Regions from separate parts of the Drosophila melanogaster genome. Here region 1 is linked to region 2. Evidence: chromatin contacts called from public Hi-C data. All regions are on one chromosome and are shown on one strand. The core of a region is the stretch at or near the end of the contact, and the rest is flanking DNA. Distances in the headings are between cores, read along the strand shown.

Evidence for each region. A called contact is a pair of places that touch in the nucleus more often than the background predicts.
Region 1: a contact with region 2 is called in a Hi-C map of the Kc167 cell line, with 1.9 times the contacts expected there. The contact joins the promoter of mamo here to the enhancer-like site in region 2. A contact is called at or near these places in 30 of 107 Hi-C or Micro-C datasets (the Kc167 cell line, the ML-DmBG3-c2 cell line, the Ras3 cell line and 13 more) and 1 of 6 datasets of contacts at active chromatin or transcription factors (the S2 cell line).

What each region holds. Positions count from the first base shown.
Region 1 is chrX:13,983,182-13,988,068 of dm6, forward strand. mamo (maternal gene required for meiosis) reads right to left here and starts at 3,261. Exons shown (of 11, transcript NM_132704.4): 1 at 3,190-3,261; 2 at 2,033-2,893.
Region 2 is chrX:13,934,418-13,939,333 of dm6, forward strand. All of the region lies in intron 3 of mamo (maternal gene required for meiosis), which reads right to left. Among named protein-coding and RNA genes, the nearest start is that of CG11068, 18 kb to the right of the region's middle. Within about 2 kb of position 1,769, at least 25 of the 39 cell types and tissues checked have an H3K27ac peak or open chromatin away from gene starts, as enhancers often do. A contact at or near this core is called in the Kc167 cell line, the S2 cell line, brain and 8 more, where this site is marked.

The DNA.
Region 1 (4,887 bases), core at 2,011-4,510, 50 kb after region 2:
AAAAAAAAATATTAAGAGATGCACAAACAAACAAAAAAAAACGCACGCAAGCCATTAAAAAAAAAAACAACAACAAAAAAAGAGGAGAAAAAATACGAAACGAAACAAAACAGGCTGACTTGAGGCACTTAAAACACCCGAGACCCCATAATGAGTTAATAATTTCAACCGCTGGCAAGTCGACCGGCAGTTGCTCATTAGTTGCACTCACAGGCACACTCACACACACACACACACAATCACACTCGCGGAAAATAATTAGAAAAAAACACACGAGCGAAAACTGTTGCACATAAAAAAAGAGAAGAAAAACACACGAACAATATCCACACAAAGGCAACGCAATTACGCGAATTGTAATGAATTTTTGCAAACGAAAATGTAACTGAAATTAAACGAAATGGAAATGTCAAAAAATAAAACATGATATACTATATGATATTAGAATATTTTGCAAATCTTGTTGCGTCTGCGCAGTATGGCAAAAAATAATAAAAAATAATACTATTTGAAAAACAAAACAGAAACAAAAAAAAAAAAAACACGAAAGAAGCCATTAAAACGGCGCTCAAAAACCCCCCACCAAGTGCAATGGGAATGATATTCGTTTGTATGGACTCATTTCTTATAAATATTTATAATTGCGATAAAGTCGAGAGACAGCGATGGGAATGAGGATAAGGCGCGCTAAGAAGCTAGACAGTGCGTTTCGTCTTGTTAAGGTCTTGTGTTGTGGGTTTTTAATTACATGAAGTGCAGACTTCTCTTAAAAAAAAAAATCCACTTTAATTTTAGAACAAAACACTTATATAAGCTTAATAAATTATATTCGTTTCAAATCGTAGCTATATAAAGGAGATATATTGCTTATAATACTTAAAATAAAATCTAACATAACTTACACTACGTTTATAACATTCTATAGTGCTAACAAAACATGTCATCTATTCAAGTTGAATCTTAAAGTTTTCCAATTTCTTTAGCGTTTTTTTTTTTTTGCCCAATTTCCTGATTAACTAAGCTAAACAAAAAAAAAAAGCGATGATTAGTTGGCGCCTCTGGTGGCGCCGGAAGTTCGAGAATTTTCTTCTTGCCGATTCTATTCGCTGGCGACTTCTAAAACTGACCAAGCATTTAGTTAACTTACTTTTCTTTTTGCCAATTTATTGATTGGCTTACTATTTATTTCTTTATTTTTTTTTTTTTGTCTCTTTTTGCTTTGTCGATATATGCATTTTATTTTTTGCCAGTTGTTGTGGCCCAGAAAAGTGCATTTCCATTTTACATATTTGATAACATTCAGCAAATTTTTCCAAAAGCGCATCCGGTTCAAACGGGAAGTGCTACAGTCGTCGCCAAAAGAGCGGTTGATAAAAAAAAAATATATATATATATATATATATATATATATATGGAAAGGGTAACAAAACTGATTCGTGAATAGAGTTATGTATACGTCTGGGTGTTTTATTGCCATTTTTTATATCAACTAACTTATGTTTATCTTCACACTTAACTATAGGCATTACGATTAAGTTCTTTATAATCAGCAATAACTGAAGTCTGTCTGAATAATAATATACAAATATTATATATATATAATCAAAAATATTATATCTAGCATACATTTATAGTAGCAATGACCCTAAAGTGTATTTCTTATCAAAGTTAAATTGTTTAGCACCTTATTTTAGTTAAGTCACCAATGGCTAGTAATTTTGCAAATATTTTATTTAATTAACGCCGTTTTTTTTTTGCAATTCAAAGTTATAGTTTATTCAAGGCTTCTATGGACAAAATTAATCGCAAACAAGTTTTTGTCCAACACTTTCCATTCCTCTCACTTCACACTTTTGCTATTAATCCATTTATGGCCAAAATTCATCCAAACCTAACACTTTTCTTATCGAGTAGCACTTCGTGTTCGATTTTTGACCCACGCAAACACTTGATAAAATAATATCGCAAACGAAGTGCCAAATAAATGATTCGATGATTTGAAAAATTGTTTGAAAAGTAAAAAAAAACTCACCATAAACGCCAAACACCGCAGTTTCAAAACTTTGTTCTCGTTCTTCTTCTTGTTGTTGGTGTTGTTGTTGATGCCTTTGCCGCAGTTGTTGGTTTTGTTGTTGTTGATGTTTTGGGTGAATTTCTTGTGGTTGTTGTTGTTGTTGATGTTGTTGTTGCACTTGCTGTTTGCATTGAATTAAATTTGACTTGATTTTTGTTTATTTCCACTTTTCTGTTTTCTGCGGTTCGCACAAATTTTTCACTTGGAAAAAATTGTTGTAATTTTGTTGAAATCAAAGAATTAAGGTGCAAAATAGGTTTAATTTCCTTTAACACAACCTTAGAGCATGTTTTTTGTTTAAATTGTTTGCGTTTTTCTATTTGAAATGAAATTGTAGTTTTTGAGATGGGGAAAAAAACACAAAATAATTGCGGGATATTTTTCGGTATTTACTTTAGGCTGTTTAGATTTCGAAAAATGCTCCAAGTCCAAAAAAGTTGTTGTAAGTTTTTCTAAAGTTTTTAGCTTGTTGTCGCTTTTGTTGTTGTTGTTGTTGTTGTTGTTGTTGTTCACACACACACACGTGCAAAGCCGCCTTGAGTTGTTGTTTCATTTGGTTGTTGTGGTTGTTGTTGATGTTGTTGTTCTTGCGGTTGTTGTTGCTGCTGCAGTTGTTGCCCCTGTTGTAGATGTAGTTGTTGTGGTTGTTGCATTGTTGAAATACAAAAAAATTACGCTTAAGGATTTTCTTGCTTCTTTTGTGTGGTTGTTGTTGTTGTTGACTTTGTTAAAAACTTTCGCTGTTACTTCATTTATTTGTAATTTTTTATTTTATAATAATATATTTATAAAACATTTTTGTTGTGTTTAAGTTTATGCCTGGGAAAAAGTATACAAAAACTAGTGTTAGAAACCGACGCAGAGCACTTGAAAAAAATTCAAAAAAAAATTAATTTCATGAATGAAGGACAGAAATGAATGCAAAAGGACCTATTACTCGAAATTCGTGTTTCCAAAAACCGCGCACAAAAATAAAGAAGAAAAAAAAAATAAACGATAAAGAATCCAAAATATTTTCCGTACAAATATTCGTAAAATATTTGAATATTTTGTCGCTTGGCAAAATGTAATTTATTTGCTGTTTGCGGCTAAGGCTAACGAAAATAAACACGAACGAACGTATGAAAGTGTCTGCAAGAACTGCAATCGCATCGCGTGTGAAATCTCTGCGAAAGTCCAAAGCCGACAGAGCTGCAAAACCAAAAAGCCTGGCCAAAAGCCCAAAACCCAAAGAGCATTGGCGTTGGCAGCGCGGCGGCAGCGCTGCGACTGCGACTGCGTTGCTTCGTATTGCCGAGTGATTCCCGTTCGCCTATGTGTGGGTGCCCCTGCACATCGTAGTCCATACGTATGTGTGTGTGTGTGTGTGTGTGTGTGTGAGTGGTGTGTGCTTGTACTAAGAGCGCCGCACGCGCTTCGTAAAAGAGCAGCGTCGGTGAAAAACGCAGCAAAGCTGAGCCAAAATGCACCTCGTTTCCCACCGCGAGTCACTTTTTCTCTTTCACTCAATCGCAGAAAGTGCACGGTGCGGCGCTCTCTCTTTTCGCTCGCTCGCTCTCTCTCTCTCTTCGCAGTGGACAACGCAGCGTATGCGTAATCTGTACGAGTGCAGCAACATATCATTCAGAAAATAAAACCCACAAACACTCACACAACCGTCTGCCATATGTTTCCCGAAAGTTTTTGGGGTTCAAATAAAAGGACAAAGAAAGGTCCAACAAATTAATACGCAGGACAAGAACTCTAGTTGAATGTGCATTATTTTTAATAATGCCATATATGCCCTCAAATCACTCAAATAAAATTGAAACTATCATTTTTATCAATCTTAAAACGGAATGCAATCTGATCGATTTTAATGGTTTGCAAGAAAAATATTAAAAACTGATAAATTCAACAAAACAAAAAAAACAAGGTTCGAAACTATTCTTTTAAATTTTTTATTAAATTCAATAAATTTGCTTTAATAAATCTAACAAGTTTTAATACATTTTCCAACAAAAATGATGAACTTATCATTTTTAAATAATTATGTTTATTCACTGGTTTAAAAAAAAGTGCGATTTTATGTGCATGCCACAAAATTAGTAGTAAAGCACATGAATAAGGCTAAATGAAAAATGTGGCAATTCGTTTTAATTCATTTTCATACAAAATTTAAAATCGAAAATTGTAATCTTTAATTACAATTACTTTCACACTAAAACCTTAAAAGTTTTAGTTGAGTATAATACAAATACATTTAAAATTGAAGTATGGAAATATTTAAACTTTAAATAATACAATGCAATTGCCAAATTGACATAAAAAAGAAACAGTAAAAAAATCATTGAAATATCATTTAATATTTAGAGTTCTAATATGCACTAAAAATTCCGCTCAGAATATTTTCAACAGAGCTCTGCGATATTCCGTCGGCAATTTCTAATCTGATGTCTAAGCTGCAGTTTTTTTTTTTTTTTTTTTTTTTGGGTTTTTTTTTTGGCACTTGTTAATCAATTCACAAATTCAGGACAAGTGACAATTTAAGAAAACACATTACAATATTAGTTACATATTATTTTTTGAGGGCCTGTTGCAATAAATAGCCACTACCTAGCTACTAAAAATTTGCCTAAAATATTTATACACTTAATTCGGAATTGACATTCTTTATAACTGCAACTAACTTCTTAAAAACATAGTTTCAATCCTTCAAAACACTGGATATTTGAATCTTTCCTTTCGTGGTTTCGAAATGTTATTATTAGAACTTGTCAACACTTGTAAATAAGAATGAGTAAGCACACAAATTCAAACATAAAATGGTGTAC
Region 2 (4,916 bases), core at 519-3,018:
GTTAAATTGCGATTTACGCAATTGAATTTCTCCAAAGTCGCCACCCACTCTTAGCTCAGTTTACATTCACAATCATGCAGGCCAATGCACTGAAAGAAATCTAGCATGCCCCCTACTCATTGAAAAATGCCTTGAGCATTGAAATATTCAAGAAATTCAAAATTTCTTAGTTTGAGGGCGGTTCTAATGGGCTTTAATTACATTACTTAAATACTTTTTTAATTGAGTTCCATTTTTTTTATTTTCTGTGTATGGATGTCTTCTACCATCCATTTGCAAACTGCACGCGCGTGCCCTTGAAAACTTAACCCAGCAATCGAGCCAAGGCAGTTGTTGCCAAGACCACCCACCAGTCCACCCATACCCCGCACCCACACATTGATAAGCCCCACCAACGCCCCACCCCCTTTCCGCGGGCACTTTCAAACTGTTTGCTGGCAAACAAAAGGAAGTGCACAAATTGTTGAAATTTTCTTAGCGAAATCAGCAACAAACGAATTCGAATATCGCACGTAAAATGTTGCTAAGTGCCAATGGCCAATGGTTTTCATTGCCACAGTTTTTATACAAATGCGGTAAGGTTTTTCTTTCTTCCTCCCTCTTTTTTTTTCTTTGATTTTCTTTTTTTTTTTTGCATCGCTATTTTTCGCCAAGTTGCGCAAAAAGAACGAAAATAATTCGACAAAAACTCAACACAAATCACAAGGTATAAGGCGTAGGATCTGAAGTACGCAAGGAATGGGAAAAGGGTAGAAAGTGCGGGTATGGCGACAAAGGGTTAAGGTTTGTCTAAAGTATAGAAAAATAAGATATATTTTAAAGAGAGATGGCTGTAAAACTCAATGAAAAATCTATTCCTTTTCAATAAATATTATATTCACATAAGTAGTTTAACTACAAGATATTTTTTAGCATTATATCTTAAAGAGATGCATTTTTCAGCGATCGAGAAGAGTGTAAATGGCCAAGACTTTCTAAGTGTAGATATCCGCAGGCTGATTTACATATCTGTGCCGATCTGCACACATGTGCGGTTTGTGTGTTTGTTTGTTTGTTTTATGTGCGCACGCTGCCAATTGCGAGAAAAAAAAAACTGCAATGTTCAAGGTCGTGCGGCGAATGCACCTAAAGCAACAACAACAACAGCAAGAACAGCAGGAGCAACAAAAATAACAAACAATCGGTCATTCAGACGATAACATACGCAAAATGTTTGAGTTCTACAAATTGTAAAAACTAGTGCAGGAACCAAATGGCGACACACACCCATGAAAAGTACAGTGGGCACTCGCGAAATGGTGCAAAATGGTGCTTATAGCTGTCGGCATAAACATTATTAAAGTAAATTTGACGTATACGTAATATTTGATCTTCTCTAGAAAATCGACTGAAAGTCCTTAAATAATATCCGATCTTTTACTGTACGCACTCGCGTATCTATTGGTGTGTATACATATATATATATATTTATTTATATACATATGTGTGTGTGTATATAGAACAACAATTTGCGCTCGTCAATTGCAAGCGCGTCGCTGTCGACGTCGACCGCGACTGCGGCGTCGCTGCCATTGAATTTTCACTGTCAAGGTCGAACGTTGTTCTGATGCGCAACGCAATGCGCAATGCGATCGCCGCGAGTGGGTGTGCGAGTGGGCGGGCAAGCGGGGTGAGGTTGGATCGCGCCGAGGGAGAGGGCCGATATGTGCGAACGAAAACGAGAACACAGCGGAGAAGGAGAATGAGTGCACAAAAGCTGTGGGAGAATGCTAAAATGCGAAAAGAAGGAACAGGGGGTGGGGGTGGGGGGGTATGGAAACACACGAGAACGAGAATGTGGGAATGGAGAATGCACACGGTCTGTGCTTCCTCTGCGCACAAGGCGCACAGTGGGCGTGATCATCAAATAGCGAATAATAAATAAAATATATTCTTATATTGCAAGATTTCAAAGTAACTGATCTGAATAGTTATCAACTTCTGAATGCGCTCTTAATTGAATTTCCATTTCGTTCGTTGGTGTTCCGCCCAATTCCATTACCGTTCGTTTCATTCATTTTCTTCGATCGATCACCTCTTGACCCACTGTGCGGGTGTATCGGTACGTACACATGTATATGTGTTTGTGTGTGGGCGCTGTGGCGGAAACGATATGCGGCTTATGTAATGCGACAGCGACAACAACAATCAGCGGCGACGCGTTGGCAGCGTCGAGTGCATACGCACACGCCTCCACCGCCCGCCGCCCGCCAAACCCCTTCGCCAAGCGCCCCACTGCACACCCACACCCCACACCCCCCCCCCCCCGCACGACACAACCCCAGCACCACCCCCTCTTCATCGCCACCCTTCGCTAAACGCTTCCTGCACATTGTTGCTACGCTTTTCATATCGCTCGGTGTCTATTTTTCTCTGTGTGTACTCTTATTTTTTTCCCCTGACTTTTTTGATATATTTTTTTTTTTCTTTTTTTAGCGCCTTTTGTGCTTTTTGCATGTTTTCCTATCGCATTTGTTTTCTCAAGTTCGCGCGCAGCTATTGTGCAATTTGTCATAATACCGCCCCGGTGCTATCCACGCTAACCCACTATACCATTACCATTGCCATTCCCACCCACCCGCGCACGCGGCGTATGCGTAATATTTCAAGAGAAGTGCCGACAAAAAAAATTGCAGCGTTTTGTCAGCGTTAAAACGTAAACAAAAACAAGCCGCCGCCAAATGCACTTTTGGCCATAAATCAGCGAAGAGAATGGAAAAATCAGCTGGCAAAGGGACAGTGGATGCGTGGAGGGGAGGTGCGGGAATATCGAGGATGGTTAAAGACCCGCAGGCGCCACGCCCTCTGCCGGGCAAATGAAGACATAATTTGACATAAGCGATGTTAAAGTTCACCAAATCCCAGCCCTCGAACATCAAAAGGCAGCGTCCAAGCGAACACACAAAAAGTCTAGTAAAAAACTGCGATGCAAAAACAAGCGCTCAGCAACCGACGTTTTAATGCCCTAACCTGGTAAATATTGAGTTGAATCTAAGTTCTCTAAACATTTACAAAACTAAACACAGGCATGTCATTTTATAGTTCACGATTTTATATATATATTTATATTGTATATAGCACAATACCCCGTAAAATAGAGTATTAAAAAAAGTAGTTGTGAATCTGAGAAAAAAACTAGGCATTTGACTGTTAATGATGTGGGGCAGGAGGAGTAAATGGGGTCCGCCGGTGATTGACTCGACTCAACTGGTTGATGGCTCCGCGCCTGCGCGGTCGGCACTTTTGGTGATAATGTCAAAGGCAGCCAGCGGTCTGCCACGCCCCCGCTGCCCGACCGCCCCCTCTTTAGACACCAACCCTCACACCCCCCCCCCCCCCTGCGCAATGCTTAATCATGCAAACGGCAAGAAAACCGAAATGCAGCAGCAAATGCAGCGCCTGTCAAAGCTGCGATTAATCTCACTCAAGGAAAAGCAGGATGAGGGGCATAAAGTGCAGCAGCCACTGCGGCACTGCGCACAGTGGTTAAAAATACACGAAAATAAGCAGAAAAGTATTTAAATAGGAAATTTAATGAGGCAGCCTATTGGAAATAAACCATTCAGTTATTTATTATTATTATTATTATTATGATAGATAGAATAGTTTACAAAACTAGACTAACTTAGATAGTATAGCATTAGCTACGGGGCTTACAGCTATATTTATTTACAATGTTATTATATCTTAATTTAGTTAATATCTAATTTGGTAACTAATTGCTGGCTTGTTATGTACAAATGCCTGTTTTGTTTTTAGATTTTGTGGTATAATTTAGTTTTTTTGAGGAAAAGTATGAGTTTTTGTATGTTATCTGGATTGGGTTTGCTAAGAAGGTCTAGAGGGTTGGTGTTGTTAAATATATCTTGCTTGGTTTGTAGGAGGGATGGGCATGAGTTAAATATGTGGTTTAAAGAAATATCACCTTGGCAAAACGGGCAAGTTGGTATTGAATTGGGATTTAGGTAGTGTTGGTGGGTTATGTTTGTGTGTCCTAGTCGAAGTCGTATTATTTTTATTTGGTCGAGTCTGGTCCAATTTGGGTGGGATTGTTTAAGGTAATCGCATGGGTGTGAGGTGTTCGTGTTAATAGATTGGTACCATGGACTGCAGTTTATTATGTGTTCTTTCTGTTTTGTCGCAAGGTCGGCTTTAAGGTGTTTTTTTATATCTGTGGTATTTATGTTTGGGGTGAGGATAAGTGGCATACTGCTTGCTGATTTTGCAGCTTGATCGGCTAATTCATTTCCTTTTATTCCTGAATGGCCAGGAATCCACATTATTTTAATTTTAGGTGCGTGTTGCGTTATTAGCGATCGTATTCTGCTTGGGTAAAAGCTGTTATTATTTGTGTTTTGAATTGAATCTACTGCTGATAGGGAGTCGGAGCAGATAATAAATTTGCCTCTTCGGTTTTTAGTAAGTTCTATTGCTTCTAGGATGGCGATTGTTTCGGAGGTGAGGACGGATGAATATGGGGGCAGTATGCCGTATTTCAAGACGTCTGTCTCCGTTGTAATGGCGAATGATATTGTGTAATTAATTTTTGAACCGTCAGTGAATATGAAATTGTGTGTTTTGAGGTTATTCTTTGTGTGTTCGTATAATTTTCTGTATTGGTCTGGAGATGTTTGTTCTTTCTTATGGATTCTAAGTGACGTGTCTATTAGATTGGGGAGGGTCCATGGTGGTTTGTTTTTATGGAGTTTTATTGGTTTGTAGGGTAGATTAAGTTCTAGGCTAAGTTTGATTGTTCGGTCTATTGTTGATGTTTTTTTCTTATTAGCTTTTTTAGGCTTTAAGAACTTATGTATTGGTGTGTTTTTGGAGAGGATTAGGTTTTGGGATAGTTTGGCTATTTGAAGGTCTCGTTTCAT